Regions from separate parts of the Zea mays genome. Here all the other regions are linked to region 2. Evidence: chromatin contacts called from public Hi-C data. All regions are on one chromosome and are shown on one strand. The core of a region is the stretch at or near the end of the contact, and the rest is flanking DNA. Distances in the headings are between cores, read along the strand shown. Region 1 holds the start of LOC100283050. Region 2 holds the start of LOC100217162 (putative calcium-dependent protein kinase family protein). Region 3 has its middle 47 kb from the start of LOC100283050. Region 4 holds the start of LOC100272324. Region 5 holds the start of LOC100276220.

Region 1 (4,999 bases), core at 2,436-4,935, 340 kb before region 2:
CAGCCAGCCGGCCCAGGCCCCGTCTGTCTCCGTGACGGAGTGCCGCGCCGCGCCGAGGGACCCCCGGCCCCGTGCGCGCACGGCACGGATCGGTGCCGTGGTCCACGCCGGTCTACAGAGCCCACTAGCCCGCCGCCAGCTCAGGCTCAGGCTCAGCGGTGCCCGGTCGACCACTCCTGCCACCTTCACTCCTCTCTTCTCCCAAGCTAGTCCCCAGCCGCGCAGTAGTAGAGAACAAAAGCTTGCACTATCCATCAGAATTCAGATCCTGCATGCGCGCCCACCGGCCAACCGCCCACAGCACAGCATGCACGGCACGGCGCACTTGCCCCGCTCCGCGCTGACGCGGGCCGTGCGCGCGCGTGCGTGCTTCCCCGGATTGGCCATTAAGGAAGGGGGCGGGCGGGGGGATTCAGTAATGGCGGGACGCGCCAAAGTACAGCACGGTCGAGGAGGCGACGGGAGAGGAAACCATATGCACCTCCGTCCGCATTGCGTTGCGTTGCGTTGCGACTGCCGCATGCGCGCGCTTTTCACTCCACACCGTCCGTCCCCAGCCTAGCGTGCGTGAGCGTGCAGACGATCGAATGCCGAGGAAGAAGGCCGCGACGGCGGGTACCGGACCGGGTACGTTCGTGTGGAAAGCCTGCGTGCGCAGCGCAGGGCCGGGGGAGGGAGCGTCCGCCGCATGCGACGCCCGGAGCAACAAAGGCAGCGCGCGGAAAAGGCCAGGAGAGAGAGAGAGAGAAGAGAGAGAGAGAGAGAGAGAGAGAGAGAGAGAGAGAGAGAGAGGAAGCTAGCGCAGATCGTCCTCGTGCTTTAACTTTCTTCCAAAACAAAGATGGAGCTAACAGGTAGCTAGGGAGCTTGCAAGGCTGGCAAATCTCTCTGGCTGCTTTGGCCTCCGCTCTCCTAGCTCCATACGGATCGGAGACGCCATGGACGACGCTTTCCTGCTGCGCATATCGCATGGCGAAGAATGTAGCCATAAATGCTGCGCCGAGGGCCACAACCGGAATTGAATGCGGAACTCGGCAGCTCGCTCGCGCGCGCCTACTCTCGCCACCAACAAGTGGGAGTAAAAGCGGAAAGGAGGAGGATGCCGAAACTTAATAAAAGCGAGGAAGGAGACCACTAGCTAGCTTCATTGATCAGCTCATATATGCTGCTACGGCGCCCCTCACGCGTCCATCAGCGTTTACTGCGGGTCTGCAGCAGCTAGCCTTCGATTCGCTGCCTGCTCCCAAATTGTGCAAGGGAGCATCAAATGTGTTACGGACCCGAGCAGTGCCAGTGACATTGCAGCAGTGAAGCTGGTCGCCCAGCATTAACTTAGTACGTAGTAGAGAGAGAGAGAAGATGTTGAGAAGCAAATGGGGCTGGTTATGGAGAGACGGACGGATCAAGAACAGGTCACAGTACTCCTAGTTACTACTCTCCTGCCACACTCCGGTGACGCTGGAAAGCGCATGCGCCAGTGCGCCGCTGCTAGCCGCTTGGCATGTGGTCAAGGCAGTGGCAGGCTAAGCTGCTGTAGGAGACTAGAGGCATGTTTGGTTTCCTACCTAAGGCGCCACAATCTGCCTAACCTTAGGCGCTCGAATTGAAGAACTAAAGTTAGGCAGAAAAGTTTGGCACATTGTGGCGTCTTAGGCACCAAACCAAACAACCCCTAGGAACAGACGCTTCTGAGTTCTGATCGATGATGAACTTGCCTCTGCCCTAGCTGCAGCCAAAGCCTGCCTGGGTGGTGGACGGACGACGGACCCAGGACAGGAGCCCTGGCCGCGGAGTGAAAAAATAATCCCGGCTCTCGACAAGTCCCAAGCACGAGGAGGGGCGATGCATGCAACCCAAATCCCCAGACACGATCTAAATTTTAAATTGCAAACACAAAAGCGACTCGTACATCTCCAAGATCCATCCAAATCGGCAAATGGCCATGCCCTGCCCTCCTCCTTCCCAACACCAACGTCATGATCGTCTCATCTACGAAACACACACACACACAGCCAAAGAAGTACAATAAAATAATGAAGATGACAAGAGAACAACGGCCGTCTTCTCCATCGTAGCTAAAATCCAAGAACTGCTGCTCGCTACTGACCTAAGTAGCTAGCTTACATTTCTAGCTAAAACTCTAAAAAAAGGAAGGCAAGGAGAGGAGTACCCCCAAAAAAAAAAGGCTAGCAAGCAATACGGTGCTGAGAAAGAGAGGAGGAGATCCATGATGCAATGCGATCAGTGGTGGTGTACCTAGCTAGCACACAGTGCAGGCGCCGGCGCGAAGCGAATGGCCGGCGGTCGGTCATGGCTTCTTGCCGAGGGTGTGCTTGTTGTTGTGCATCCACACCTTGAGCACGTGGCGCTTGACGCAGACCTCCTCGCAGAACTGCTGCACGGCGGCCTCGTCGTGCTTCTGGATGCGCCACCCCAGCCGCTCCGCGAACGCCAGCATCCGGTCCTTCTGCTCCTGCGTGAACTTGGTGCGGAACCGCTTCTTGCCGGACCCCGAGCCGCCGGACGAGCCCCCCGACGGGCCGCCGCCCGGGCCCAGCGACATGCCCATCATGGGCGCCACCACCATGGGGCCGATCAGCCCGGACACGTCGTCGCCCTCTTCGCGCCCCAGCGAGTGGGAGGTGGACGGCAGCGCGAGCGGGCGCTGCATGTGCCCGGCGGCGGCCGCCAGCTGCTGGTGCAGGAAGTACCCGGCAGGGGTGCGGTAGTAGGGGGAGAACTGGTGGTGGTGCGCCGCCACGGCGGCGCCGTAGGCTGTGATGGCGGCCGGGGACAGGGCGGCGGCGGGATCGGGCGGCGCGACGCCCCCGCCTCCCGCTGGCGAGTTGTCGGACTCCTTGCGGTGGAAGTTGCGGTGGCAGCCGCAGGCCGCGCAGCGCAGCGCGTCGATGGAGCCCTCCTCGCCAGCGGCCATGAATTCGCCGCAGCCGTCCACCGCGTGCCCGCCGATGCCGACCGCGTGGTTCTTGAGGCACTCCCGGTACCTGGTGGCCCCGCCACCGCCTGCGCCTGCGCCTGCGCCTGCGCCTCCTCCCCCGAAGCCGCCTGCTGGCGGCGTCCTGAAGCTCCCGGCTCCAGCAGAATCCCCGTGCTTCGGGGTCTCGCCGCCTCCTCCGCCCAGTCCCAGCCCCGGCTGCATCGGCGCATCGTAGCTCGAGCTCACGGGCATCGGCGTCATCTCCTCGTCGCCGTCATCGTGCTCGTCGAAGTCCATGGCGGCTGACCTAGTCGGCGGCTCGTCGGCACACGGGGGAGCTTGTTTGCTATACTAGCTAGCTACTCCTACTTTGCTTTTTCCCTTCCGACTTCCAGTAGGTTCTTTGCCGAGGTTAACAGCGAGAGCTTACTACCACACATCTAGCTACAGGAGAGGGTTTGTGTTGTTCTAGCTGCTGGGACTCGTAATAGGGGAAGAGAGAGAAAGAGAGCAGACCGTGAACTGTGCACACTCCCCTGCTGCTAATTTTGACGCATCGGCAGCGGCACTGCTGCGCGGCAGCAGCCTGCAGCAGCCTGCAGGCAGGCAAGCGGCTGCTGTGCCTGTGCCTGTGCCCTTGGGGAGATGATGTAGCCACACAAACACATCTCTCTCTCTCTCTCTCTGCTTCTCGCTCTACTACTACCAATCTAGCCGTGTCTCCTGGCTACGCGCACCTGTCGCCCTGTGGCGAGAGCGAGAGCGAAAGGGTGGTGTCGCTTTGGCTCCTGTTTATATCCTGTTTATGCTGCGGTTGGGATATGGCTCCAGCCCGGTTTAAAATGGGGTTACTGATCTTGCTGAAGGCTCGAGCTCTTTTCCTCGCTGGCCTACTGATTAGGTTATTGACATCAACTTACTCTTAGTGGTCCACGTAATCATATTCAAACTTTATTCTACGAACAATACAATTTACAGTAAAAACAGTATTTTGGGTAATGATACGGGTGAATCGCACTATTTTGGGTAATGATACGCGTAAATCGCACGTATATGTACAAAGGAAGAGAGTACGTAGATCATTATTACTGTACACACGAACGTATCTTCGTGATGATCCCTGTTTCAATGCCCGGCCGGTTAGTACGCCATAGCGAATTATACCCTCAGCTTATATGTGTAGTGGAGCTGCTAATATGTTTCGACGTGGGTAGACCTGCACCTGCATAGAAAAGAGCAGGCAGTATCTCTCTATAGCCATGTTAATGAAACAACGCTAGAAGATTCGCGCACAAAGAGTCCAAGTCCGTCCCAAACATTATATAAATATAAATGATTTACATTTTCTCATTCTTGTTTTTGGATGTACCTCCCTTCTTTTGCCGTACATTTACGAAGCTGCTAGGTCACGATAGATATACTTAAAGTCTTGTACGTTCTGCAATTTCTTCAGTTTTCTGGGTCTCTTCCAAAGTAGCATGAGACTCTTTCTCATTTTTCTGATAGCTTCGTCAGCTACCTCTCGGCCATCTCTCAACCAGACTTCGGAATAAAACTTTCCACTTAGCGCAGCGGCTTCGGCCGAAGGGTTCTTAATGTCGTTGGCTGAGATCGAGAATCCTGGCTAAACCACAGTCTTTGCATACTCGCAGAGCCAACCTTCTCAAGGAGTGACACAGCTCCGCAGGCGCCGATGAAGGCGTATAAGTCTCCCCTATCACCGAGAATCTCCTCAAAACCTTCGGCTTCGCCGCTAATCCACCGAATAACTCAATCAGGATAGCCACGAATAAAATTTTGCCCCGTAGAGAACGCACCAATTTTGGCAAAGCTATCTTCCAATTTATTACAACATTCCAGGGCAACATTGTAGCATTCCTCTTTTGCTTGACGAAGCTCCTCGACATTTTTTTGAACTCTCAGCCGTTGAGTATCAGATATTTCGCGCTTTATTTGCTCGACATTGAAATTTTCAGTCACTTCATCGAGTTTCTTTTTCAATCCTTGCACTTCAGATCTGTGCAATTCTACTTGAACAAATAGCGCATACTCCAAGTCAGC
Region 2 (5,621 bases), core at 648-3,147:
AGGGTTCGAAAAGAAAAAGTATTGTGCAATACTATAAGAATAGCCATGATTATTGCTCAGAAAATAATGATCAAACAATCTGTCAATATTCTAGAAAGAAAAATCAGAATTGTCATATGCAATGAATTGTGTTTCAACATATTACTTGTGCAACAATGAATGCATTGAAACAAAACAGGGTAAGGCCAGCCAATACAATCACACCATGGTTTCATCATACATAGTTTTACAGGAAAACAAAGACATGTCAGTGTTAGTCTGATCACATACACAAGAAAACTGCTAATACTTGACAAAATAATTGACATTTTACCACTTCCTGATGAGCAAATTTTCACTGGCCTTAAAACCAGTTAGTCACACAAATGTCTTAGAACCACAAGACCGATGTACCGTTAACAATGACCTGACTACCTGACCATCATGATGTCAATCTATTGATGCTGTGAACCCAAATATCCAGAACTCCGTGGAAGTAACAACTACCTCCAGATGACAACAACTCGACTGCAACTACCAAGTTAGCACCACTTCGACTCTTGACACACCTAACAAAACAAAATGACACAGTGAATGAATAACTGATACCAAGTCAGCACTGAAAACACAACTTGCACATTTCAAATCCCATGTAAAATGTTTTTAAAATGCTAGTGGCAATGTTCAAATGCAGCATGAACTGGAAAACCCTGCCAAAGACCTAGTTTATGTGTGCATTAGCAAAATAAACCATTCTTCCTAATGCAAAATTCGAGCACAATGACAAGAGAGTAACCACTACAACACCATAAGGATTTGATGTAATCTTCCTATTTGAGTATTCTCGTTCTCCGCCAATTTGATCTACTTACCTGGCAGCATTTTGAAGGACTATAATACCAGAACAGAATCATATCGACTACTCAGTACCCATATAGATGACGCACGTGAAGTGACAAACATATAGGTCGCAATCTTTCAAGATACTTACCATCAGCAACTCGCACGGCCAATCCAAAATCTGCAAGCTTCAACCTTCCAGACTTGGTGAGCAGAACATTCTCCGGCTTGACGTCCCTATGCACGACGCCCATCTCGTGGCAGTACTTGAGGACCGCCATGAGCTCCTTGATCACATTGGCGGCGCGGCGCTCTGAGAGTTTACCCTCCCTGGCCACCTCATCGAGGAGCCGTCCGCCGTGGCAGAGCTCCATGACGAGGTAGAAGGCGTCGGTGTCTTCAAAGACGGCCCTGAGCGTGACGACGCCCGGGTGGCCCGAGAGGTGCTGCATGATCTCCACCTCGCGGTGGGCCGTGTCACCGCCGTTCTTCGGCAGCGCCTTGCAGGCGAACTCCTCCTCGCCCCGGGTCCGGGCCTTGGGGCGGCAGACGCGGACGGAGCCGAACTTGCCGTGCCCGATCTCCTCGCCGAGGTCGTACTCGTTCTCCAGCCGCTTCCGCCGCCCGATCCGCGTGGCGTTGTCGATGCAGCCCACCTTCCGCTTGAGCCCGCGCCCCGGGAGGACCCCCGCTGACGCCGACGCGCCGCTCGCCGCGGGGGCCGTCATCACCACAGCGGGGGCGGGGGCGTCGGTGCAGTGGGATTGCTGCGGCACGGAGCCGCGGCAGGCGCGCTTGCGGGAGGCCAAATCTTGGAGGGACCTGGCGGCGGAGCACACCGGGGGCGCGCCCTTGCGCTTCCGGGGCACCGGCTCCATGGTGCGCGCGCGCGCGCGGAGGATCGGAATCTCCCACTCCTAGCTTGGGTTTTGGCGGCGGCGCCTCCTGCTCCAATGTATCGAGTCGAGCGTCGGCGGCGGGGGAGGTAGGGGGACGGATCGAGACAGCGTCTTACGGGTCTATTGCGGAGCGGGGCTCGGAGAGTTGTGGCGTCGAGATGACGCGAAGGACGAGGATTTTGTTGGGGTTCGGTCGATCGGAGTGGAACTGGGGCGCGAGCACGAGCGCTGCTGCGCTATCATGGATTCATTGTTCGTTGCCGCACGCCGTAACCGACGCGGACTGGCGTGTCACGCCGCGCGGCGAAGCTACGCTGAGTGGTTTCGTGGTCATGGCTAGACCTGAAACTTGGTTCGGGCCGGCACGGCACGATCCTACACCAGATCACCACGAAGGAGAGCGATCAACACGACACCTCCTTCATCGCCCCTTTCAGCTCCTTTATTATGTCTCCATATCGTTTGCCTTAAAAATGTCGGGTGAGATATCAGCGATGTATGCTCCGGTGTTTCACTCACCAAGTGCGCCACAACATCGAGGTATATATTGACAACATAGTTGTAAAGACTAAGAGGTCCAATTATCTTATCACCAATTTGGAAGAGACGTTCGCAAACCTCCAAAGGTTTCGCGTCAAGCCTGTCTGCATCCCAAAACAAGGGTACCTACTCCTGTTGGGTCAAAGAGGGACCCGCGTGGCTATCCATAGCCACAAGGTGATGGACAATCTACCCAACTCAGAGTCTTGGCCCGTCCAACGAGGCCACCAACCAGCAAGCGGGTGTCACCATGGGTCCCGTCGATAGAATTGCTTGATAACTACATCCTAGGGCTGGACCCTCATGGAATGGTCTCGGACCTCTACGTGTGCCATCTAAACCTTTGACTAGGGGAGGTTCAGTGTTGCCACGTGTCCGGGCCATTACGGATGATACCTGGGTTTCCACAAGTGCCCGTCGGACCCCTAGCTCGGGAGGTCCGGGGCGCCATGTCTGTAGGCGTTCCTAGCCCCTGCTCTTTGCTCAGGCAGAGATCTAGTGCTGGCATGTGGCCTATGGCGCATGGTAAAAGCTGCAATGCATGGCCCGCTGCATGCCTCTGGTGTGGGGGTCGCCCGCATTAAATGGGGGAAGGATATGCGCCTCTCAACGCTTGTGGCAGGCAGCGTGCGCAGTCCGCAAGGCATGAACCGCGCTAATAGCACATGTGTTACCGAGGCAAAACCATTGACTTACTGCGTCATGCATGGGTGGCTCACATCATGACTTCTACTATTCCCGCTGCAAGACGGACAGGCGGAGGGGACAACCAACTCTCTTGTAATGTGCCCCCCTTGGACTATAAAAGGGAGGGCACATACACTACAAAGAGAGGGGGCTCTTGAGCCCATCCATGGACTCGGGGATAAAAAAAAGCTCACTTGAACTCTCTAGGAGACATCTCCATCTAGGCCCACGCTTTCTCAAGCTCTCATCAATACAACCCGCAATGGAGTAGGGTATCACACTCTGGTGGTCCGAACCACTCTAAATCCTTGTGTGTTCTTGTGTTCGTCCACCTCATCAGGCAAACCCTAGGATGCCTCCTGTTCTTAGGATTAGGCGGGTGCATTCCGCCGCCTGGCTAGAGTTTACACTCCGCCATTTGGCGCACTAGGTAGGGGACCAAATCATCATTATGGTCTCCTCTACCTCCCGATGGATTTTAAGGAGTCCAACAAGGGCTACACCTTTATCAACTGTGACCTCGTCGGAGGTGGATTGTCGGCTACGGGGAGGGGCCATGGGGGCCTACAACGTGCACCCGTGGGCTTTCAAGGGCAACACCAAGACCTGCGCTACCCACCACTTTGGCCACTGACCAAGCTCCGCCCTCGACCCTCATAGAGGCAGCGTAGGCTGCTGCTAAACCTTGGAGTCTGATGCTCGATGTCGCCTAGGCAATTAGGTTGGCCCCGCACCTTCCACCTGTAAGGTAGCATGAGAATGAACTCTTCCTTTATAATAGGATAGCATTTATTTGTGGACTAGCTCGATGAGGTCTACCCTCACAAACCCAGTCTCTGGCGTCTACCGCATAGATCTCATATATCCAGTAATAAAGGAAGAATTTGTTCTTAGTTCAATCCTTGTGTATCGATACTTTTTTTCTTGTTTTTAGTTTATAGATGTCGTTCCCTCTACCCTGCCCACTCGGGTTCTCACTTGTGCTGTTATCATGAAATCTGAGTTAGGTAACTAGGTTGCTGCTTAGTTTGTTGATGCTAAACAGGGTTCAGACTGCAAGGGACTAGGTCCAGGGGAAAGGTACATGTTCTCAGGGGTGGTCCGGAGCTAGGTAGCTGCTTAGCCTAGTCCTATATCGTAAGCCTACACCTTCGACCACCCTAAAACAGCTGACCTAGTACCTTGGACTACATCGCCAAAGGTCTGGACCATGTCCAAATTTAAGGGCTAGTTCCCAAAACTCGACTCGATAAGGTTCAGCTACATGATTCGATAAATTGAGTGAAACAAATTAAGGATCATGGGCGTACGCTACTAAGCATTGGCCTTGAACCATGTTTAGGATTGACCTCTGGTTTGAAGGTAGCCTCAGACATTTGAGACTACCTCCCAAAGAACTAATGTACCCGGGGCCAGTAGAGGAGAAACCTTGCCTTTATGATAGATATCGCTTATGCGAGGTCCAGTCCGATGGGGTCTGTCCCCATAAACCAGGCCTACTGGCGCGCGTCCTGCAGCCCAAGTGTGCTAACCCATGAAAGAAGTTATTTGCTCCTAGTTTTATTTACAGTAGTGGCAAAGCGTCACCAGGCAAACTTGGAGTAAAGCACAGTTGTGGACCCACCTGCAGGTTCACCACTTCACCCGGGGGCCTCTTTCGGTACCCCAAAACTAGGGTACTCGCTCTTGTTGGGTCAAGGCAGGACCCGCGTGGTTATCCGTAGCCACGGGGTGACGGCCAATCTACCATGACTCAGAGTATAGGCCCGTCCAACGAGGCCACCGATCGACGGGCCGATGCCACCATGGGTCCCATCGATAGAATTGTTCGACAACTACAGCCTGGGGTCGGACCCCCGTGGAACGGTCCTAGGCCTCAATGTGAGCCATTCGGATCTCTGGCTAGGGGAGGTCTAGTGCTACCACGTGTCCGGGCCATTACGAATGAGACCCAAGTTTCCACAAGTGCTCGTTGGACCCCCAGCCTGGGGAGGTCTCGGGCGGCATGTTTGCATGCGTTCCCAGCCCCTGCTCTCTGCTCAGGCAGAGATCCAATGGTGGCATGTGGCCTATGGCGCATCGCAAAAGCTGCTGGGCATGGCCCACGACGTGCCTCTGGTGTGGGGCCGCCCACGTTGAATGTGGGAAGGATACACGCATCTCCACACTAGTGGCAGGTGCCATGCATAGTCCACAAGGCATGGACCGCGCTAGTAACTCGCGTGTTATGGAGGCAAGATCATTGACTCATTGTGCCACGCATGGATGGCCCTCATCATGACTTCTACTATTCTTGTTGCAAGACGGATAGACTGAGGGGACATGGTGGCATCGTCCATGTACCCCTCTACAGACGCCAATGTACCTATTTACACTGCAGCCTACACCAAAGCCTTCGCCCACACACTAAAAAGACACGACAAAGGTGAATCTAGCCAGAGAACCACACGATGACCAAGAAAATATATCTACCCACCGCAAAAAGCATCATCACCAATGTCGTCGTTGAAACCACCATATCTCGGATCACTTGTGAATCTAATCACTAGAGCTCCCTAAGCCGCTCTTAACCGTGAGCATGACTGATATATCAGTTTATTAACCCTCTGCATAGGTTGCACAGTTTACCCATTAGTCATGATCCCTCTTTTCCTCGGACCGATCAAATCCTTAAAC
Region 3 (5,562 bases), core at 2,916-5,415, 290 kb before region 2:
CGCTTCAACACTTCACTCCCACTTCACTTCCAGAGCTCCACAACAATGAACCCGTACTTAGAATCCAATGTTCTTCTTAGGATGATGCAAGAAATGGAAGAGGAAGAAGAAGAGTTGGAGATGGCGACGTACCTGCAACATAGGAGGCGTCGTGCACGCAACGAGCGTCGTCATGGTGGTTCCATTCCTGAGCGTGTTCGGATTCATCGTGACCACATGAGCGGCGATGCAAGAATCTAAGCAGACTACTTCAGCGCCCAACCCGTGTACACGTATGCTCAATTCTGGAGGAGCTATTTCATATATTTCGTACGCATATTAATTGTTACATGTACTTAACGTGATCGAGCCTCACAGTGACAGACATTTATTATACGGTAGGTTCTGCATGCGTCGCCATGTGTTTGAGCACCTCGTTGATGTTGTGCAACAAGTCGATCTTTACTTTATTCAGCGCCCAAACTGTGCCAGTGAGATAGGTCTATCTGCTCCACAGAAAGTTGTTGTTGTTGTTCGTATCCTTGCTTATGGTATTCCTGCCGATGCCGTCGACGAATACGTACACATTAGTGAATCTACCGCTCATGAGGCATTGAAACACTTTTGCACGGCCATCCAAACTGTATTTGAGGGTTACTATCTCCGTGCACCTACTGCGACAGATATCACACGCCTCCTCCAAGTTGGAGAATCACAAGGCTTCTCTGGTATGCTTAGTAGTGTCAATTGCATGCATTGGGAGTGGCGTAACTGCCCAAGTGCATGGATGGGAATGTTTATAGGTTGCGGTAAACACCCATCCATGATTCTGGAAGTAGTTGTGTCGTATGACCTTTGGATTTGGCATGCATATTTTGGAATGCCAGGTAGCTGCAACGACATCAACGTTCTCCACCGTTCAAACCTTTTTGAAAGGCATCTCAGCGGTGACACTCCACCTGTTTCTTTCTCAGTTAATGGTCACACTTACAATATGGGATATTATCTAGCAGATGGTATATACCCTGACTGGTCAGCCTTTGTAAAGAGAATCCGTAATCCATACGATGTGAGGACGCAACACTTTGCCACCATTCAGGAGTCCGCTAGAAAAGATATTGAACGAGCTTTTGGTGTGCTCCAGAAGCGATGGGCTATAGTTTTCGTTGACAAAATATGACTTCAAATAAAAAGTTTCCAACTACAAAATTCTATAACTTCTCAAGATCTACAAAGTTTATTTTGGTTGTTTGGTCATTTGTTCATCTCACATGATGGTTGTAACAATATGCACAAATCTTATACATCTCTATCATAGTTTCATAAACTATGAGAGATATATATGTTTTATGAACAAATTTACTTTTATTTTGTCATATGAAGAAATGTTTAAAATATAAATTGTACATCACGATGAATTATACAAATTTGTAGTTGAAAACCTTTTCATTTGAATTAATTTACTGTTTTAAAATGTGATTTTTAAATTGTCTTTGTATAGTGTTGAAAAAAACACTCGGCAAAGAGCTTATTTGCCGAGTGTTTTCTTTTACCGAGATTTTTTGCTTGGTACTCGGCAAAGAGCTTTTTTGCCGAGTGCTCGAAAAAACACTCGGTAAAACATTTGGCACTCGATAAAGAGCCGAATTCTGTAGTGATATAAGATAATAAGAAGGGCTTATAAAGATAAAAAACATGTGATATTAAGATATATAAGTATTATAACAATATCTTCTGGTTGGTGCTGGGTATTTTGGCGAGGTGTGCTGCTCGATGGATATATTAGCGAAACCACATATTGACGCATGCATTTTTCAAATATCTTCCTATCTAGTAGATTTTTTTTAGGTAATCATCAAAGCAAGGCCTGAGCCGGGGCTGGCGGCGGAGACGGCCAATTTCCTGAGCCCTGACCGCCTGCACGATGACTAGCTGCCTAGCTGCAGCTGGAGCTGCAAAATTTTCAGCGGAAACTGAAAGCCGATCGAGCACCGGGGGCTATGTTTGGAACAGCTTTGCTCCAGAAAATTTGGAATTTGATGGGGTTGGTGTCGGTTTCCAACATTTTTACCCGTGCAGTAATTCAAAACGAGCCGTACAATTATTTACCCGTGCACGAACAGTGCGCAGCAGATTCGCTCGCCCCCACCGACGCCGCTATCTCCTCTTCTCCGGGCTCCGGCCGGGCGGGCAGCCACCGGCCGCCAGTGCGCGCGCAGCGGCGCAGCAGGCGTGCAGGATGCAGCAGCAGTGAAGATGAAGCGAGCCGGGCAGGGCGACGCGCATTGGATAGGTCAGGAGGTAGCCGAGGCCCGAGAGAGGGCAGCACACCACACAGGCGCGCGGCGCACACAGCAGCAAGCAATTCAATTCCATCGTTGTCTCTACTCACCCTCATGATTGCCATGATTTCTTCGTTTCCCCGCTCGCTTTTCTCTCCTCTCCCAGCTCTCCTCCTTTCTCCTTGTCCAAAAGGCCAATACGCCATGCATTGCACGCCCCGTGCTCTGCTCCTCCGATCCATGGCAGCAGGCGGCAGCGCATCGAAATGCCCCTCGATCTTTTCACACGCGCTCCCTATACAGACCAATACCAATAGCCACTACTAGCCGGCCAGCAGTGAACCGTGTGGCAGGCAGTGCGAGGTAGCTATATAGTATGACTTTAGTTTTAGCCTCGTGGCTATATATGCGAGCGAGCTAGCTACGTGTACTGCCACAGGCCATGCGTGCACCAGCTACTAGCCTTGCTTTGCTTAGCAGAGAGAGATCGGGTGTCTAGGTCGATCGGGACGATCGATGGTCATTCAAGAGCAAGACGTATGTACGTCTGCGCGTCGCGGCTGTATATATAGCTCCTGCTGCCTGCTGGTAGTTGTCGTACATGCATGGACGACCGACGACCCTGCTGCGTCGCACTGCAGCAAAGCAAGCAGAGAGAGAGAGAGAGAGAGAGAGAGAGAGAGAGAGAGAGAGAGAGAGAGAGAGAGAGAGAGAGAGAGAGAGAGAGAGAGAGAGAGAGAGAGAGAGAGATGAGAGAGATGGGAGAAAGCCGATGAGCGCCAGGCTATGGCGGCTAGAGTACGTATAAGTAGTGGCGAACTGGCGATATGCCCGGAGCCGACGCATGCAATTTTAATTTGCAGGGCATGCGGGAGATCTGGGATCAGGTGGGGTGGGGTCGCGACCAGAGGCCACCATGCGAATGCAAATCCGTCTGGGCTTCAATTCGTTCCTGGACGTCATTATTAGCCGCTGTGTCGGTAGCTTTCTTGGTGCCATACATGCATGCCTTGGCTCGATCGGCCTCCCCCGGTGCACTGCACCCCCACCCACCACCAGGCACCAGCTAGCGCACGCAGACGCAGGTGCGCTGGTGGTGCCGTGGCCCTTTTAGTGCAGGCATGCAGCCGGCCGGCTCTCGTGCCTGCCTCCGCCCCGGCAATCATGCCCTCGCCAAAAGGGACCAGCCGGCGCCACGCCGACGAGCCGGGCACGAGCCAACAGGTAACGCGACCGAGCGACATGCATGCATGCACGCACACGCACGCTCCCGGCCCGTCGACCACCTCTGCTGCTCTGCTCCCAGCGTTTCTGCTGCCGGAGTACTGGGTGCCTAAGCCTAGTTTTAGATTAGAGCCCTAGCTAGTAGACGACAGAGAGCTACACTATCCGATCTGCCGTCCTCGATCGTCAAGCTGACCATCATCTGCTGCGTGAAGACAGAAGAACAAACAAACCCGTGCGTGCGTGCGTACCTCATATATACATATGTCTTGTAACGTCACGAGCTAAACATCAGGCGGCGATCGACGACGAACAAGAACTGGCCAGATGTTTGCAAGCGAAAACAAACATGCTATGCTAGCACTAGCAGAGCATGCATGCACACCTACCTACTAAAAAGCGACTGAAAGAGCACATCATGTCCGGGCTTTCCCCCGCCGCGCATCATGCCCGCCCGGCGCCCGCGCGCTCAAGGGAATAACCATAACCCTAGCTAGCTAGCTAGCTAGCTCGCCGAGAGGGGTTGCGTCCGTCTCGATCGATTGCGCTGCTGAAAAAACGATCAGCAGCTGCATGCCCTGATGGAGACAAGACAACACGGCGGGGGGGCCCAAGCCGTGCGAGGGCAGGGCAGTGGCGCTCTCCGTCGTCCAGTCTAATCCAATCCGACATCGGATGCGTCGGTTCCAAAAGGCGGACACTACCGCCACCAGCGCCAGCTCCGAGAGAGCTCGTACCAGTGGTGTGTGAGTGTGTGGAGCTAGCAGTACGAGTATACGACGCCTGCCTCCACGCTTACTCTAGCTAGCTAGCTAGCTCTGGCTTTTGCTTTGCCTCTCTTTTCCCCGATCAAATCGAGCCAGAAAAGCTCGATGGCTCCATTGATCGCTGCATGCACGCGGACCTACTACTACTAGCTTTAGCGCATGCATGCACCCGCGCACTGTCTGGGACGGACGAGGCTTGCGAGTGCGTGCTGCTGGCTGCTGGCACAGAAACACTTGCTGCCTGCATGCGCTTGCCGAGACCCGAGTTGGCAGATCCGATGCCGCGCCTGCTCCCCTCCCCGTGCCGGCCGGGAGAGCCACCGTAGCGGGGCCGCGGGCGGGCTCTCTCGCGATCGAAGGTCAGGTCAGGTCTCAGGTGGTAGGGTTGTTCTTGTGCTGGGTGACACCTGCGGGACCAAACAAATCCGCGGTCGGCACCTGGGAGCTTGGCTTGGCTGCTTGCCCGCCGGCCGGCCGGTTGCATTTGCGCCACCATGCGTGTGTGTGTGTCTGTCTGTCTCCTTACTGTTATTAGTTTGCTCATCAGCTGTACAAGACGACGAGGAGGGGCATGCGATAAACTGGCACTGGCTCGCTTGATGACGCGTTTCGTTTCTCTTGTTTGTGATCTCATTTCATGGAGGTAGTATGGTCTTGTGATTTTTAGTACAGCACTTACCTTGCTGCGTTGCGTGCGCAACCGAGAGCGAGATGTGGTCGGCGGTGCATGCGCGCTGGGTCGCTTATTGCAGCTTGGCAGTGTCTCTTTCCACAGCTCTCGCAGGCACGCGCTGATATGTCTGCTGCCATTCAGACACCAAAGAAGGTGCAAATTAAAAAGGCCAACTCGTCAGGGATAAGGCTCCATCACTAGTAGTACACTGTTGGTTGGTGTCTGTGGCTACTTTAAATTGGGTTAGAATTTAAGAATGGGTTAATTAAGTTAATTACTTTCCTACGTTCCAAAATAGAATTAGTTTTAGACTAAACATATATTCATTAATTAACATATGAATATAGTTTTTTTATGTATGTCTATATTTATTATCGTTAATTCGAATGCGGACACAAAAAAAGTTTAGGACGGATGAAGTAGCAGAATACATGCACTACCGGACACAGCTGCTTTCGGCAACGACTTATTTATCGAGTATTTTTTTGTCGGGCACTTGACAAAGACTTTGTCGAGCGTCACTTGGTTCTCGGTAAAGAAAAATCACCGTCATGACATACGGTTACGGTGACAGGAGACTAAACATACATTTATTAATTAACTTTATGAATATAGTTTTTTACGTGTGCCTATATTC
Region 4 (4,871 bases), core at 2,281-4,780, 270 kb after region 2:
TTCACAAATATAAACACAACTACAAGTCGGGTTAGCGTTAGAAATATAATCAAGTCCGAGAGAGGGCGTGAAAACAAATCGTAAGCAAATAATGAAGTGAGACACGAGGATTTGTTTTACCGAGGTTCGGTTCTCTCAAACCTACTCCCCGTTGAGGAGGCCACAAAGGCCGGGTCTTTTTCAACCCTTTCCCTCTCTCAAACGGTCCCTTCGACCGAGTGAGCTTTTCTCTTCTCAAATCAACCGGGAGCAAAACCTCCCCGCAAGGACCACCACACAATTGGTGTCTCTTGCCTTGGTTACAAGTGAGTATTGAACACAAGAAAGAATGAAAGAGAGAAAGCAATCCAAGCGCAAGAGCTCAAATGAACACGGCAAATCACTCTCACTAGTCACTAGGGCTTTGTGTTGAATTGGAGAGGATTTGATCACTTTGGGTGTGTCTAGAATTGAATGCCTAGCTCTTGTAAGTGGTTGAGAAGTGGAAAACTTGGATGCAATGAATGGTGGGGTGGTTGGAGTATTTATAGCCCCAACCACCAAAAGTGGCCGTTGGGAGGCTGTCTGTTCGATGGCGCACCGGACAGTCCGGTGCCCCCTGCCACGTCATCACTACCGTTGGATTCTGACCGTTGGAGCTTCTGACTTGTGGGCCCGCCTGGGTGTCCGGTGCACACCGGACATCTACTGTTCCTTGTCCGGTGTGCCAGTATGGGCACGCCTGCCATCTGCGCGCGCTGCGCGCGCATTTAATGCACCGCAGGGAGCCGTTGGCGCGGAGATAGTCGTTGCTCCGGAGTCGCACCGGACAGTCCGGTGAATTATAGCGGACTAGTCGTTGGAGTTTCCCGAAGCTGGCGAGTTCCTGAGGCCGACCTCCCTTGGCGCACCGGACACTGTCCGGTGTACACCGGACAGTCCGGTGAATTATAGCCGGGTCGCCTCTGGAAATTCCCGAAGGTGGCGAGTTTGAGTCTGAGTCCCCCTGGTGCACCGGACATGTCCGGTGGCACACCGGACAGTCCGGTGCGCCAGACCAGGGGTGCCTTCGGTTGCCCCTTTGCTCCTTTGTTGAATCCAAAACTTGGTCTTTTTATTGGCTGAGTGTGAACCTTTTACACCTGTATAATCTATACACTTGGGCAAACTAGTTAGTCCAAAGATTTGTGTTGGGCAATTCAACCACCAAAATTATTTAGGAACTCGGTGTAAGCCTAATTCCCTTTCATCAGGCAAGTTGTGCCCTTGATCCACTTTTGTTACCCAATAATATTCTTTATTATCACTATTCATGCATATGTTTAATTTTGATGGGACCCAATAGGTTACCCTAGTCTGTTTATCCTGTTTACCTTGTTTATCCCTGAATCAATTGGGTAGTTATGCTATTGCTTTATATGGTTTTGGGATAATATTTCATTACATCCATGTTCCAATTATTCTGTTATGTTATTTATGTTCATGATAAGATCATTATGTTAATTGGAACATGGAGCAACCATCCGGAAAACAGTGCTACCACAAGGGTAGTATGGGACGCCCTTGGCTAATTAACTAGGAAAGCTAGTGGATGACTAGCTTACCCGAAAGGGGCAAGGGCGGTATGGGAGTGGTCAGTGTAGGGATGTCCTTGGGTTGATTTTGCTGCGATGGCGGTCAGGCGAGAAATTCCTGCATTAGAGCTTCCTATAAACTGTAGCGGGTTTTCTGAAGCTAGTGAAACTTTGTAAAGGCCTCGCAGTGTTACCCTGCCTCGCCTCCTCAGTAGAGGTGTATGGGATTCATGACCCCTTGGCAAATGGGTAACATGACTTGTGGGTAAAGATGTGCAACCTCTGCAGAGTGTAAAACTGGTATACTAGCCGTGCTCACGGTTATTAGCGGCTCGGACCCTCACATGATTAATCTACGGAATTAAAACTCAAATTGTCATTCGCGTCGCATTGAGATTATTTTATTATTACTTTTACTTATTATTACTAAGGTTTGATATTTACTTATACTTAGTAATTGGTAATAAAATTTTGACCAACTTATAAAAGCAATGCTCAGCTTCAACCTTTATTTTGTTGATCAGCCTTACACTTCACATGAACTCCCACCTTTGGGGAGTTCATGCCACATTATTCCCCACAACTTGTTTAGCGATGAACATGTGTGAGCTCACTCTTGCTGTCTCACACCCCCCACAGGAGAAGATCAGGTGGTTCAGGTGGAGCCACAACGAGGAGTTCGATTTGATTTATGTGGCGTCTCTCAGTTGACTTTCTGGCGCCAAGGATATATTTTAGATCCTGTTATATTTATTTTTAATTTTATAAGACTTCCACTATGTAATAAGTACTCTGATTTTATTATGACATTTATCTCTATACACTCTGTTATTATATATGTTGTCTTCTTTGGCGCATGTATGAGATGCACCCGACTTTGTTCCTTAAAGCCCGTGTGTTACAATGTGACTAACAAAATTAAAATGTTCCTGTGGAGATTAGTCCATAATAGCCACTGTGTCAGAGTAAATATAGCAAGAAAAGATATAAAAATTGAAACTATGTGCCCCATGTGCTTCCGACTTGATGAAGATGGTGGACATCTGTTTTTTAAATGCAAAAAAGTGAAGCAGGTGAGATGTTTATACCTGGAGGACACAAGAATACTCCTCGCAAGCAAAGCTTCGGCATTGGAGGTCATCGAATCTATCCTAGCCCTCCGAGAAGAAACCAAAATTAAGGTTGTGTTGTTGCTATGGTGCTGATGGTCAGCTCGCAATAGGGCAAAGCAAGGGGAAACATGTGGATCTACTGAATGTGTGTGCAATACTGTTGCTTACCATTTGATGAATATAAAGAAACTTCGGATAGAAAATTCTGCTAGAGCCCCACATATATTAACCTAAAATGACAATCTCCCCAGCAGGCTTTTACAAAATAAATTGCGATGGCTCTTATGCGAATTCAGATTTGGACGGCTGAGGATGTATTATAAAGGGCCACGATGCCGTTTTCTTGGCTGCCGGGGGCGGGCGCTTTGACTGGCTTATCCTCTGCCCTTCATGCTGACTGCTGAGTGCGTTGCTTGTATGAAAGATTTGGAGCTGACTGCTTTCCTTGGTATGCAAAATGTGATGATTGAAACCGATGCTGCGATCCTGAAGACGACGCTGATCTCTCAAGAATATGATCTCTTTGCTTTGATAGTATTGAAGGAAATAAAGAGTAGGATGTTTTCTGAGTTTGCATGCGTATTGTGTCTAATGCTAAAGAACCTGTAATTTAGTTGCTGACTGTCCAGCTGCTTATGGAGCAAATTTAGGTGATGTTGACTCTAGTTTATGGCTAGATAATGCACCAGACTTTATTTGTAATCTTGTATCCGGCGATGTACTGAGCTGCTTAATAGCTATGGAATGCGTTTCCATGTAAAAAAACTTCACTTATTGAAGGGTAAATTCTAAAAGGAGCGAGGGGCAAATTCTGAAAAATCTGGGCTGTCCGCTAGTCCACTCTTCTGGTCCTCTCGCTTTTGCGCTCCCTTGGTCGTCTTCGTCCCCTGCTCGTCTCCCGTCCGTTTTCGGATGCCCACTCCGACCAAAACCCTAGCTACTTCGTGAAGGTGGAGGGGAGGAGATGGCGGCAGCGGATGGGCGCAGCGGCGACTTCCGGGTCAGGGGTGGCAGCGTTGGGGGTCGGATCGACCGACTGGTGGTGGAGAACTTCAAGTCGTACAAGGGTGAGCAGACGATTGGGCCTTTCGTCGACTTCACAGCCATCATCGGCCCTAACGGCGCCGGCAAGTCCAACCTGATGGACGCCATCAGCTTCGTGCTGGGCGTGCGCTCAACGCACCTTCGAGGCGCGCAGCTCAAGGACCTCATTTACGCCCTCGACGACCGCGACAAGGAGGCCAAGGGCCGCAAGGCTTCCGTCCGCCTCTTCTACTGCCAACCCAACCAGGAGGAGCTCTGCTTCACCCGCAGCATCACCGGCGCCGGCGGCAGTGAGTACCGCATCGACCGCAACCAAGTCACCTGGGACGTCTACAACGCCAAGCTCAGGTCCCTCGGCATCCTCGTCAAGGCCCGCAACTTCCTCGTCTTTCAGGTTTCTCCATTTGTTCCCTTGGTCATTGTATATTCCTGATAATTTAAAGTTTCCAGTCTCGGGTTTAAGTAGGGCAGGGAAACTGTCCATTTGCACTGCAGGGTGATGTAGAATCCATTGCCTCCAAGAACCCCAAGGAGCTCACCGCTCTCCTGGAGCAGATCTCAGGCTCTGATGAGCTTAGGAGGGAGTATGACGAGCTGGAGGAGCAGAAAGCCAGGGCCGAAGAGAAGTCTGCTCTTGTGTATCAAGAGAAAAGGACCATTGTCATGGAGCGGAAGCAGAAGAAGGTGCAAAAAGAGGAGGCAGAGAAGCATCTACGCCTTCAACAGGACCTGGTGTGATATTCTTTGTGTGAGCTTCGTGTTTAGCTTAATTAATTTCTTCATGTTAATTATGTCGTCTCCTTGATTTCCCTCCAGAAACTGTTGAAGACAGAGCATTACCTTTGGCAACTCTATACCATCGAAAAAGACATAGAGAAAATTGAAGCTGAGCTTGTGGAGGATAGAGAATCTCTTCAGCAAGTGCAGGAAGAGAATCGATCCAGTGACTATGAACTGACTGCAAAAAAGAAGGAGCAAAGTGCATTTCTCAAGAAAATCACATTGTCTGAGAAAAGCATAACCAAGAAAAAGCTTGAACTCGACAAGAAGGCAAGTGTTTTTTAGTTTACTCGCTTGCACTCCCACTTCACCAAAACTTTCATTCTGGACTTAGGCAAGCTTATTAAAACGATAAAACGTTGGAACGCTCATGGGTGAAATT
Region 5 (4,853 bases), core at 1,054-3,553, 300 kb after region 2:
CAGCTCTCTGAACTATTTCTGTTCCCTGCTTAACAATTTCACCAGAACCATATTCATTCTCCAGAGCCTACAAAAACCATCAAATTGGTGAGTACATATCAATACTAAGGTACTAACATAAAGAAATCATATTAATATACAAATTTACATGTTATTGGTACATCAAGGACATATGGAATTAGATCAGGGGTGGGAGTAAACGTGGACAGTGCCAAGGCTTCAGATTAGCCTTTGGTACTCATTTAATAGAAATCTGTCACGCAGTTTCAAATTACAAAGTAACTATTTTGTTGTACAATTACCTTCAACCCTGTGAAGTGACATTCTAATAACTCTGCAGGGTTCACGACACCTGAGAAATCTTCATGAACCTGGATCGCCCTTTCAATAGTCTTAAGAAGGGAAGCCAAGCTGGACATGAATTCCTTGTCTGCTTCCTGCAAATGAATGCATTGCAATGGAGCCGGGACTTGAGACGTAAAAAATACACAAGCACGGATAAAATGCAGTGAGATATTTAGTTACACGTATACATACTGCAACATTTTATTTCGTGATAATAAATTATGGAGTGGCTGTGACAAAAAAATGCAATCAAGAGGGGGGACAAACATCTACGGGGTTGCTAAGCTGTGCACCTGTGTGAATTATGCCTGAGGAAACATATTCAGTTATGTGGGTTCAGCGAGGTAGGTAGGAAGCATTTTTGTGTGCAATAGATGGAGTGCTAACCTTATCAAGTTGCAAAGTAAGACTGTTTCCATTCTCCAAGGGAATGACTAGTTTGCCGGTAGACTTCTGATAAGATCCCTCCAACCAGTTTGCCTGAAAAAAAATATCGGCTTACAATTTGTAAATAGAAATGTTATACATCAAACTGCATTTGTCTTGCTTACCAAGCTGGAAAGTTCATTATCAAGATAATCTGATCGAGAGAGATCTAGAGATTCATCTGAATGAATGACAATTAAGTCATCCTTATCTGTAAAGTAAATAATGGATAAAAAGAATATATCAATAACAACAAGATAAGAACCCAAGAAGTGGGGCATCCAGGTTCAGAAGTAGAGCGAGAGAGAGATGTACAGATCCACTATAAGAAGCTGCAAGATAGACAGTTAAACCTGTAAGCCCTGTATCAGCGATGTTTGCACCTTCAATCCTGGTCTTGAAAATGTTGCTGCCTTCAGATACGAAGCTAGGAACTGAGACCAACACACAAGCAGGAGGGGAAATTTAGTTGCTAGTTCACAATGCACAGAAATTCGCAAATAATGATACAAAGCATTCCATAACAACTGGCATACCATTGAACCCATCAATTTGCACGAGGAAAACAGCACGCGGTCTATCAAATGGATTAGGAAGAAGAACTTTGTTCAACTGAAAATCGAAAAACAAAGGCTGAGACATTCTGGCAGAGGGGGGGGGGGCATGTAGAGGTTAGCTGGTTCCAGCAGGATGAAGTTTAAATAACCTTCGAAGAAGAAATAGCTGGTAGGGATGTTGACGGTGCGAAACCAAGCAAGACAGAAACAACCGCAGAAACTTCATTTAACGACATTGAAGCGTCCTGCAGTAACACGATTATATGTATATTAGCCAGCAAAGTATGCGATCACAGAAGGGGAGGTCTGTAGTGGTGTATGTCAGACTAAAATACCCAATGGTAACTAGTGCTTATAAGCAGTAACTAAACTAGCTACATATCCAATGGTCGTTTCAAGGGAATAATTCAAGCATGACGCTCAATGGCAAAACAGATCTAAGCAGATTCGTTGGTTCCTCTTTTCCTCCTAAAGAGAGCTTGAATGGGGAATTTTGGTACGGTACCTGGTGGTCGGCTTGCTGGTCCCGAAGGTAGCGGTGCGACGAGGCATCGATGAAGACGGCGGAGGCTTTTCCATGACTCTGCGCCTGCCGCTAAGATGGGACACGACACAAGAGATGAGCATCACCGTCAGGGGCAGGTGAAGACACATCGGAAGGGAAAGAGGAAAAAATGAAGAAGAAAGTAAGATCTTACCGCAGCAGCAGCAGCCAAGGCAAGTAAGACGGAAAGGAGGAGGAGGTGATGGCGGCAGCGTGCCATGGCCACCGACCTTGCTCGAGAACGATCGGATCGCCGAGTGGCAGCAGCAAAGATTGGATCTTGAATTGATGAGGCGACGAGGGAGGAACGAGAGGGGATCGAGGAGACACGATGACGCCACCACCACGGGCATGCTACGCTGGGCCAATTGTTGTTATACTTGTACAACGGGCCACGCCCTCGCCGCTGGGGAAGGCCCAGCCAAGTATGTTGAAAGAGGCCGGCGTTGTTGTACTCCTCCGGCAACACATATATTCACATGTTATCAAAAATTGCTCGTGCGCTTGCGACGAGGCATAAATTATTTGATAATATATTTCTATAATTCTATTAAATAATTAGTTCTTAAACATAAAGGAATAAATTTATGAAAAAAATTGACAAAGGTTATTTATTGTGTGGGTGTTTTTATTTACAATCTGATAAAAAATAGGCAGGCAAACGGACCTACGAGCACAAAAGAGTGACTGGTGTTAGTCCAAATTCACTAATGCATCCCACATCCCAGACTGACCGAAGATATATGTTCTATTTTAGGTCAATAGAAACATGTATTGGAAGTTTCTTGCGGCGGGCAATGCAGGACTCTAGAATGCGAGAGAAAAAAAACAGATCTACGCGTTTCGCGTGTGATGCACGGTGACGATGGAAAGATGTTTTATAATAGTAGAGATAGAGATATCTATCAAAATAGTTTGGGTTTTATTAAATTTATGGTAAATAGTATCCTTATGTCACTAAATTGTTTTATTATAAAAATAGTCTTTATAATTAATTTAATAATACTTAGTTTCTATAAAAAAATCTATTTTTGTATAAATTTAATCAAATTTGATGTATTTGGTACCTTAAAAAAGAATTATATTCTTTTCTATATGGAGGATCTACCTAACTTCCAATTCTATACCATGCTTTGCATATACTTTGAGGTTGGAATAAGTTCCCTGTTTGTTTTAGAGTAACAGATAGTCTATAAGATGAATAGCTAAGAGATGAGGTGGAGAAGCAAACCTAGAAGCCATGGGTAAGACACATGTTTCAGACTTTTGAATCTCACACTAAGAGCATGTTTAGTACTGCTTCATGTCCTAACTTCAGTTTAGCTTTAAAAATAGTTAGCCAAATATCCTCCACTTTATGAACTCAGATTCACCAAAAAACTTGAAGCCAGGGGCAACTTCACGCTTTTCTTGAAGCGAACTCAGATTCACCAAAAAACTTGAAATCGGGGGGCAACTTCATATTTTCTTGAAGTAGCAAGAGAGGTACTTCATATTTTAGAATTATAGACCTTCTCATAAAGTTAGAGTAAAATTACCTAGCTTTGCCATTACTGAAAGGGAATTAGGCTTACACCTATATTCCTAAATTGATTTTGGTGGTTGAATTGCCCAACACAAATAATTGGACTAACTAGTTTGCCCAAGTCTATAAGTTATACAGGTACCAAAGGTTCACAATAAGCCAATAAAAAGACCAAGTAAAGGGTTCAACAAAAGGAGCAAGGGACAACCGAAGGCACCCTGGTCTGGCGCACCGGACTGTCCGGTGCACCACCGGACATGTTCGGTGCACCAGGGTTCTCCACGCGCTGAACTCCTCACCTTCGGAAAAGCTCAGAGCCACCGCGCTATAATTCACCGGACTGTCCGGTGTACACCAGACAGTGTCCGGTGCTCCAAGGGGACGCGACTCTGAACTCGCCAGCTTCGGGAATTCGCAACGGCTAGTCCGCTATAATTCACCGGACATGTCCGGTGTACAGTGTGACAGCGCCAGAGCGCGCAGAAGTCAGGCACGCGCGAGCAGACGCACCGGACACTCTACAGTTCATGTCCGGTGCGCCACCGGACATCCAGGCGGGCCTGAGAGCACCTAGAGGGGGGGTGAATAGGTGATCCTGTAAAAGCTTAAACTTATAGCCACAAAACTTTGATTAAGCGTTAGCACAGTTTATGCCAAGTGGCTAGAGAGGAGTCAAAAACACAATAACCACAAGAATTCAATCACAGAGATGACACGGTGGTTATCCCGTGGTTCGGCCAAGTACAAAACTTGCCTACTCCACGTTGTGGCGTCCCAACGGACGAGAGTTGCACTCAACTCCTCTCAAGTGATCCAATGATCAACTTGAATACCACGGTGTTCTTGCTTTTCTTTTCTCAATCCCGTTTGCGAGGAATCTCCACAGCTTGGAGCCTCTCGCCCTTACAAAAGATGTTCACAGAGAATCACGGAGCAAGGGAGGGAATGAGCAACGCACACAAGACTTCAAAAGATCAGAGCAACACGCACACAAGCAGCAATAAGAGCTCGCAACACAACTCAAAGAGTACACAACTCCACAAGAGCTCTATATGCTATCACAATGAATCGAATGCGCTAGATCAATGTCTTGGTGCTTAGAAAGGTTGTAGGAATGCTTGGTGTTCTCCTCCATGCGCCTAGGGGTCCCTTTTATAGCCCCAAGGCAGCTACGAGCCGTTGAGAACACATCTGGAAGGCTATCCTTGCCTTCTGTCGTCGGGCGCACCGGACAGTCCGGTGCACACCGGACACTGTCCGGTGCCCGATTTATTTCCATAAACAGCGCACCCGGCCGTTGCTGTCTGTTGCAGATCCGGGCGCCGTTGGCGCACCGGACATGTCCGGTGCACACCGGACAGTCCGGTGCCCCATTCCGACCGTTGGCTCGGCCACGTGTCGCGCGCCGATCGCGCGGCCGACCGTTGGCCCGGCCGACCGTTGGCTCACCGGACAG

What was found. Hi-C and Micro-C count contacts between places; a contact is called where the count stands out from the background.
Region 1: a Hi-C map of tassel shows a contact between it and region 2, with 2.9 times the contacts expected there. The contact joins the promoter of LOC100283050 here to the promoter of LOC100217162 in region 2. A contact is called at or near these places in 4 of 25 Hi-C or Micro-C datasets (ear, endosperm, leaf and 1 more).
Region 3: a Hi-C map of ear shows a contact between it and region 2, with 2.1 times the contacts expected there. The contact joins the enhancer-like site here to the promoter of LOC100217162 in region 2. A contact is called at or near these places in 4 of 25 Hi-C or Micro-C datasets (ear, endosperm and leaf).
Region 4: a contact with region 2 is called in a Hi-C map of ear, with 4 times the contacts expected there. The contact joins the promoter of LOC100272324 here to the promoter of LOC100217162 in region 2. A contact is called at or near these places in 4 of 25 Hi-C or Micro-C datasets (ear, endosperm and leaf).
Region 5: a contact with region 2 is called in a Hi-C map of ear, with 2.6 times the contacts expected there. The contact joins the promoter of LOC100276220 here to the promoter of LOC100217162 in region 2. A contact is called at or near these places in 3 of 25 Hi-C or Micro-C datasets (ear and leaf).

What each region holds. Positions count from the first base shown.
Region 1 is chr1:205,230,583-205,235,581 of Zm-B73-REFERENCE-NAM-5.0, forward strand. It overlaps LOC100283050, which reads right to left and starts at 3,686. Exons shown (of 1, transcript NM_001155952.2): 1 at 1,930-3,686. The coding sequence starts at 3,235. The coding sequence ends at 2,309.
Region 2 is chr1:205,575,124-205,580,744 of Zm-B73-REFERENCE-NAM-5.0, forward strand. It overlaps LOC100217162 (putative calcium-dependent protein kinase family protein), which reads right to left and starts at 1,898. Exons shown (of 3, transcript NM_001143527.1): 1 at 971-1,898. The coding sequence starts at 1,697.
Region 3 is chr1:205,278,391-205,283,952 of Zm-B73-REFERENCE-NAM-5.0, forward strand. No RefSeq gene overlaps it. Among protein-coding and RNA genes, the nearest start is that of LOC100283050, 47 kb to the left of the region's middle. Within about 2 kb of position 4,166, at least 12 of the 20 cell types and tissues checked have an H3K27ac peak or open chromatin away from gene starts, as enhancers often do. A contact at or near this core is called in ear, where this site is marked.
Region 4 is chr1:205,847,997-205,852,867 of Zm-B73-REFERENCE-NAM-5.0, forward strand. LOC100272324 reads left to right here and starts at 3,531. Exons shown (of 4, transcript NM_001146808.1): 1 at 3,531-4,103; 2 at 4,205-4,441; 3 at 4,526-4,759. The coding sequence starts at 3,630.
Region 5 is chr1:205,872,669-205,877,521 of Zm-B73-REFERENCE-NAM-5.0, forward strand. It overlaps LOC100276220, which reads right to left and starts at 2,304. Exons shown (of 11, transcript NM_001150061.1): 1 at 2,027-2,304; 2 at 1,834-1,923; 3 at 1,478-1,573; 4 at 1,308-1,383; 5 at 1,125-1,205; 6 at 897-982; 7 at 733-825; 8 at 303-437; 9 at 1-67. The coding sequence starts at 2,092.